Linked DNA regions of Zea mays: region 2 is linked to region 1. The links are chromatin contacts, called in public Hi-C maps. All regions are on one chromosome and are shown on one strand. Each heading gives the region's core, a stretch centred on a gene start, on an enhancer-like site or on the middle of the called end of the contact. The rest is flanking DNA. Distances are from core to core; before and after follow the strand shown. Region 1 holds the start of LOC103631117 (probable CCR4-associated factor 1 homolog 11). Region 2 holds the start of LOC100284564 (acid phosphatase 1).

What was found. A called contact is a pair of places that touch in the nucleus more often than the background predicts.
Region 2: a Hi-C map of endosperm shows a contact between it and region 1, with 2.2 times the contacts expected there. The contact joins the promoter of LOC100284564 here to the promoter of LOC103631117 in region 1. A contact is called at or near these places in 3 of 25 Hi-C or Micro-C datasets (ear, endosperm and leaf).

What each region holds. Positions count from the first base shown.
Region 1 is chr6:78,825,151-78,828,372 of Zm-B73-REFERENCE-NAM-5.0, reverse strand. LOC103631117 (probable CCR4-associated factor 1 homolog 11) reads right to left here and starts at 1,772. Exons shown (of 1, transcript XM_008652113.1): 1 at 852-1,772. The coding sequence starts at 1,772. The coding sequence ends at 852. LOC103629460 reads left to right here. Exons shown (of 1, transcript XM_008650577.4): 1 at 1-149.
Region 2 is chr6:79,003,137-79,006,293 of Zm-B73-REFERENCE-NAM-5.0, reverse strand. It overlaps LOC100284564 (acid phosphatase 1), which reads right to left and starts at 1,332. Exons shown (of 3, transcript NM_001157459.2): 1 at 788-1,332; 2 at 317-526; 3 at 1-249. The coding sequence starts at 1,299. The coding sequence ends at 72.

The DNA of each region.
Region 1 (3,222 bases), core at 523-3,022:
GGCCGTGGAGAGAGGGTAAACTCCAAACCATGCCAGTTTTGGTTCCAATTCCGATCAAAACGAACACCTTCAATAAATTACACCTAATTCCAAACCGGGCCAATTTGTTCCACCCAGAATAAGGCCAGAAATGGGTCGATCCGGCCGAAACGAACGGAGTCTTATGTTATACTTTCTATCTAGAAACGAAAACGGAATCTGGAACTCCAGTCAGAAAAAACAGGAACAACTGTATCTAAAGTCAAGAATAAAACAAATCGCTCGAGAACAAATTAATAAGGGTTAGTTTGACAATCTTATTTTTCTAAAAGATTTCTATTTTTCTTTATTTTTTATTGAAAAAATAGAAATTTCTTATAAAAGGTGTTGCCAAAGCCAAACTAGCCCTAACTCTTACGACTTACGAATGGATAATCCCAATCGAGAATATCTTACATATATATCCATTTTGAACATTCCACTCAAGATGCGATTAATACTAGCTACCATATACGATATCACATAATATTTGTTAAAATACAAATATTACCATAGCATGGCGACTCAAAAAAATCCCAAGTAGTTATTCAAACAATCAAACCTTAACAAACTCACAAAAAAACACGGTTACCATGGATATGGTCAGAGAACACCTTTAACGTACGGTTTACGTTTCCTTCCATATAATATATCCGTTTAAACGGTGTTTCTAGATTTGCTGCATTTTTTTCTGATTTCCGTTTTTCCATGCGGATGCGGTAAACAATAACTTTCTAAATTCATTAAACAGCATCAGTCGGTACGAGATTGTCTCATCCTGTTTTTGGTAATTTATACAAAATTAGTAGGAAGGTCGCAGTAATAATAGAAAACTAGGCTAGATCTACGATAGTTCCGGCGTGCGCGAGCACATTGACGTTGGTGAAGAAGCGATTCATCATTGCCAGGAGTACGTCGGTGGTGAGCAGGCTGTCGGAGCCGGCGCAGTGCGCGCGGCCGGCGGCGCGCTCGACGCCGAGCGCGGCGGACACCTGCTCCAGCCCCCCGCGCATGGCGCAGCACCTGGCGAGGTGTTTGACGTCGAGCACATTGCAGCCGAACAGCCGACGTACCAGGGCGAGGAACCCGTCCAGCGTTGCCGGCAGCGGCTGGCCGCCGGTGAGCACCTTGGCTAGGTAGGCGAAGTCGTAGGCGCCCGAGAACGCGGTCCAGGTGAGCTGGCCGCAGGCGAGGCCGCTGCGGTGGAACCCGACTGCGAAGTCGTAGGGGTCGACGCCGAACTTGTTCAGCGCGGCGAAGTCCATCCCCTGCGCGCGGAGCATGGCAATGGAGGCCGGCGCGTACGGGTGGCGCGCGGGGTCGAAGCCGCGGAGGTTGAACTGCCACGCGACGGGGAAGCGGCCGGCGGGGCCCGACAGCGCGATCCCGACCTGGAGCAGCTTGAGGTCGTCCACGTTCCTCTTGACCAGCGCGTAGCTCTCGCGCGGGCCGCGGAGGTGCCGCGGCGTGTCCGAGCCGTGCACCGCGCCGGGGAACTCCGTGTCCACGCATACGCAGGGGTAGTGCGGCAGCACCGCCGAGAGGTTTGCGAGCTCCGCGTCCAAGTTGCCGGCCCACACGTCGCGCACCTCGGCGCGGACCTCCTTCTTGGCGGCGGCCTCCATCATGGAGCCCCCCGGCGTGAACGCCATGGGCGCCGGCTGTCGCGGGTACTGCTGCTGGAGGACGACGTGGACGAAGCTGTACAGCGGAGGCGAGGCGGCTGCTGACGGCTCGCCGTCGTGGGTGCGCATCGGCCGTGGCTCAGAATCGTCGATGGCCGCGTCTTCTTGGCTAGTACTACTACTACTAGCGACTAGCGAGTTTCCGTTTTGACCTGGGACGTGGCCGTGCCCTGGTTTTATAGGGGCCCGTGCCAACCTCGGAGGCAAATTAGATTGTGGCTTGTAATTTGGCTTGGGCTCGGTTTGAGGTGCGCGTGCATGGTCCGTGGCGTGTAAAAAATCCCGGCTATGGATCGAGCTGCTTGGTTGCTTGGGAAAATGTTTGTAAATCGAAGCAGGCAGGGGGTTTGGGCATCAAGGACCTACACATCCAGAACACATGTCTGTTGGTCAAGCTCATTCACAGATTGCACTCTTCAGCCTTGTCGTCTTGGGCAGCCTGGGTGCGCTCGAATGTTAAACTAGCAACAATGGAGGGCGAGATCAGGGGGTGCCATTGGGATACTCTGAGAGCGTTGCTGCCCATCTATCAAGCGATCAGTTCGTCTCAGGTTGGGGATGGCTGCAGCACTGATTTTTGGCATGACGCTTGGTCTGGGCCTGACGACCTGTCTACAGCCTTCCCAGCCCTGTACTCACACTGCATCAGGCAAAAAGTCTGCGTGAGAGAGGTGGTGTTGCAGGGTTTGCACCTAGTCCCGCGCCTCACGCCACAAGCCCGGGAGGAACTAGAAGCTGTGCTAACAATAGTAAACAACACAAGCCTCGCCGATCGACCAGATACCAGACATTGCTTCCTTGCGGATCACACTGGTAATTTTCAGACCTCTACTCTCTACAACCTGCTTAAAGGGTCCTTGGGGCATGGGGATGTTAGCACCACTTTCATCTGGGGTAACAAAGCCCCGCCGCGGGCACAATTCTTCAGTTGGCTGCTTATGCAAGGAAAAATTCAGTGCAAATGGAACCTGAAGAAAAAAGGGATTGTGGATGATGACTGTTGTGAAATATGTAACCAAGACAGTGAAACTCCTTCGCACATCATCTTCCACTGCCCGTTTGCACGCCAATTTTGGAGCTCCATCGGATTCTTGGTCGCTGATGATCTGGGCACCCAGGACCTGCCAAACATCAGTCGCCCTGATCGCCTTCCGGGTGCAGAATTCAACTCCTTTGTCCTCCTCTGCTGCTGGCAACTGTGGAAACGCAGAAATGGTGTCGTCTTCCGTCAGGATCATGCCACTCTTGCGGCCACTTTGCATTCATGCGCTTCTGAAGCAATAGCTTGGGCGTACAGGCACAACAGAAAAGAGGCACAAGTATTAGGTGCTTGGTTGTTGGTGTTTTCTAATCCTATTATGTAATCTCATCATTGCTTCGCCCCCCCTTAACTATGCTAGCTACAATGTTGCTAGCTTGCTGTAAACTCTAGCCGCTTTGGGCAAAAAGACCTGAATGAAAATCAGGTGGGGATCCTCTCCCCCCCGGTGACAGTCTAAAAAAAATAAAATAAAAAAAA
Region 2 (3,157 bases), core at 83-2,582, 180 kb before region 1:
TCTGTTTTCGACCGGGCCTGTGCATCCAATAAACGCAGCACCTTTCACCCGGCCTTGTTTCCCAGTTTCTGTCACGGGATATAATACATTGGGTTAGGGAGCTTGAAAGAGCGGGCACCCATGGAAGACCCCAGCAGGTCGCTCCATTGGTCGCCAGAGTTGCCTAGGATCCTGTAACCCTCTTGTTCCATCTCCTTCCTCTTTTCTGATTTGTAGACTGTCGCTGTTTTCTTGCGGTCACCTGCTGCCCTGTAATGTTGGGAAAGTCACATCTCCAGCATGATAGTGAGATGTTGTAATGTGCTTTGGGATGTACCTGAGTACGAGCTTTTCCCAGTCATGGAACCCCTGTTTGTTGAGGTTGTCCACCGTGACGCCTCGGTGCCCCTCGCTTCTGCCCGTGAGCAGGAAGGTCTTGAACCCCAGCTCGCGAACCTCATTGTACAGCTTCAAGCTCGAGGGGATGGCGGCCGCCTCGCCCCTCTCCACCCACTCGTCAAACTTGTGGTGGTCGAACAACTCAGCCCTGCGGATTTATAAATGAAAATCAAGCATGCCATGTGAGACCACTCTGGAATTCCCATCATCCCATGCAGACGCTGATACCTACCTACCTACCACTAATCCGTTGCGTAATTTCCCCCCGCCATTTTTTCTCGAACGACGTACCGAAACACGGAATTGAATGCGTAATGTGGTCGATACCAAACAAAGGAATTTCTGCCGTCTTTGCCGACGCGCACGTGGGATGCAATGCGATGCGAGAGCGTGAGCGGGGAGAGCTCACCCGTAGCCGTGCTCGGCGTAGTACGGGAGGTTGGAGAGCAGGGTCTCGTCGACGTCGAAGACCCAGGCGTCGCGCCCGTCGGCGCCGAGCGGCGCGGCGGCGCGCGCGTAGGCGGCGGACTCCCGCGCCACGAGGTCGAGGTCGGAGCGGTAGGCGACGCCGGTGACGTAGTCCCGCACGTGCGGCGCGCACTCCGGCGGCACCGCCCTCCACGGCGCGAGGTTGTTGGCCTCCGCCGCCAGCCGCCAGCTGGCGCAGCGCACGTCCGGCGGCACGGCGTCGGCGCCGGGCTCGTCCTCGTCCTCGGCCCGCGACGACGGGAGCTCGATGACGAGGGGCCGCGGCAGGAGGTGCTGCTGCTGCGCGTCCGCGCCCGCGTCCGGCGCCGCCGCCTCGGACGCGCCCTGCGCGAGGCCCGCCTCTGCCTCGGAAGCTCCGTCTGCGAGGGGCGTGGCGAGCAGGAGGAAGAGGAGGAGCGTGGCGAGTAGGCGGGCGATGCCGCCGCGCGCCATGTCCCGGCTTGCTGTGACCGCGCGGGGCCGGGGCCGGATCGTTGTGGGGCCCCCCGGCGTCGGGGAGCAGGCAGGCAGAGGCAGGCGCGGGGGTGGGAAGGCGTGCGGCGGGGGGCGACGCGGGCGGTAAATAGGAGGGGGAAGTGCGAGGCAGGGGAATGCGTGTGGCTCCGGCGACTTCGGGAAGGGAGAGAGCAATGGCCGGTGGAGACGGGTTAAATAGGGAGGAGGAGGAGGAGGAGGAGCAGAGCGGGGAGGCAGGGACGGAGGCTTCTCTTCTCTTTTCGTCGTGATTGGGCTGCGGATCGGAGAAGAAGAGAGAGAAGAGCAGAGACGGGGTCGGTTTCGAATCTGAGGGTGGAGGATTCTTCGGCCCGGGGCAACAGTGGGGGGTTGGGTGGTGACGTGACGGCTATGGATTGGTTGTGTGCGCAGGTCAGGCCTTGGACCTTGGTCGGCGCAGCCGCGCAGGCGATCGATTCCGCGTGACCGTGTCCCCGGCAATATGGCTATGTACTCAAGCGAAAATCCGTCCGCAACAAATATGAAGGAGCACGACCAATCTGGCTATGTACTCAAGCGAAACCATACAGACCTAACCTAAACTAAACCTACATTTAAATTCGTGTTGGCACCTTTTTTTTTTGACCAAACATTAACGATCCTAGACCTAATTCGTAGTGAGTTTGGATCTTGGAGATGATCCCTAGGTTTTGTCCACAGAGGGTCAAGACCTAAGATGGTTATTCTGAAGGTGGGACACCACCTCTATGATAACTACCACCTATTTGAGACAAAACAGCAACGGACCCTAGTGTCTTCTCGTGATAAGCAATACCTTGGGTTCGACTCTGCGAGGTGGACGACGTGGTGTTCCGCGACGGGTCGCCGGGTTGCTTGGCGGTTCTCGCTGCGGGGGCGCGGACTGTGCGCGGCTCTAGGCCGGGCGGTCCGCGACCTGGCAGCGGAAGCGGCCTCTTCCCTGCGTGCTGTCCGGACGGTCTGCGCTTTGGGCCGGACGGTCCGCGATGGCGCATGGTCGTCTTCTTCTCCTTGTAGGACCTAGATCCCACCCCGGGAGAGAGACCTTAGGGTGCTTCGGGTCAGCAGGTCACTCGGGGCGTCTCCAGACGACGTAAAGTCGCCTAGAAATTAAGAGATCAATTCGAGAAAGTGATCTTGATTGAAATAGACGAAGTAGATCTTGCCCCTCATGAGGGGTAAGATTCTAGGGTCGCCCTGGGGTCAGCAGGCCACCCTAGGCCGGATCTAGATGACGTAGAGTCGAATTGGGATGAAAGTGGATATGCAAAATGCTACAACTAAAGCTACGTTACATCTACTCCTAGGCAGGAAAAGTAAATAAAGTAGATAAGTTTGATTGGAATATGTTCGGGGGTTTTCAATCGGTCGTACCCCTTTTTATTTATAGGGGAGGAGGTCTGGACCTCTTTATAGGCGATAGCCAACAACTCCCACGTGATTAGATGGATAACCACACACGAGATAAGGATAATCACCCGAGTTAATCTAATCGCGGGGCGCGTGGACTGTCTGGGCCCAAGGGCCGAACCGTTTGCCACTTTTGGTGCTCAACATATGCCCCTTGCCTTTTGGTGGAGCTTGGCGAACCAAAAGCACCAACGCGCTTTGGAAACAATACATCTCATGAGTTATTTTGTTCCCGAAGTAAGGAATCAGCTCGATGCAAGTCATCGACTCTTATGATAAGATAATATAAATATTTGATGTACATAGGCCATTTTGGATTGCATATTCTTCGGTCATGTCTACCTGATCAACATGCCAATAGGCAGAACTTGTGGTGCCCCCAACCCGCATAAGAAAACAGATTGGG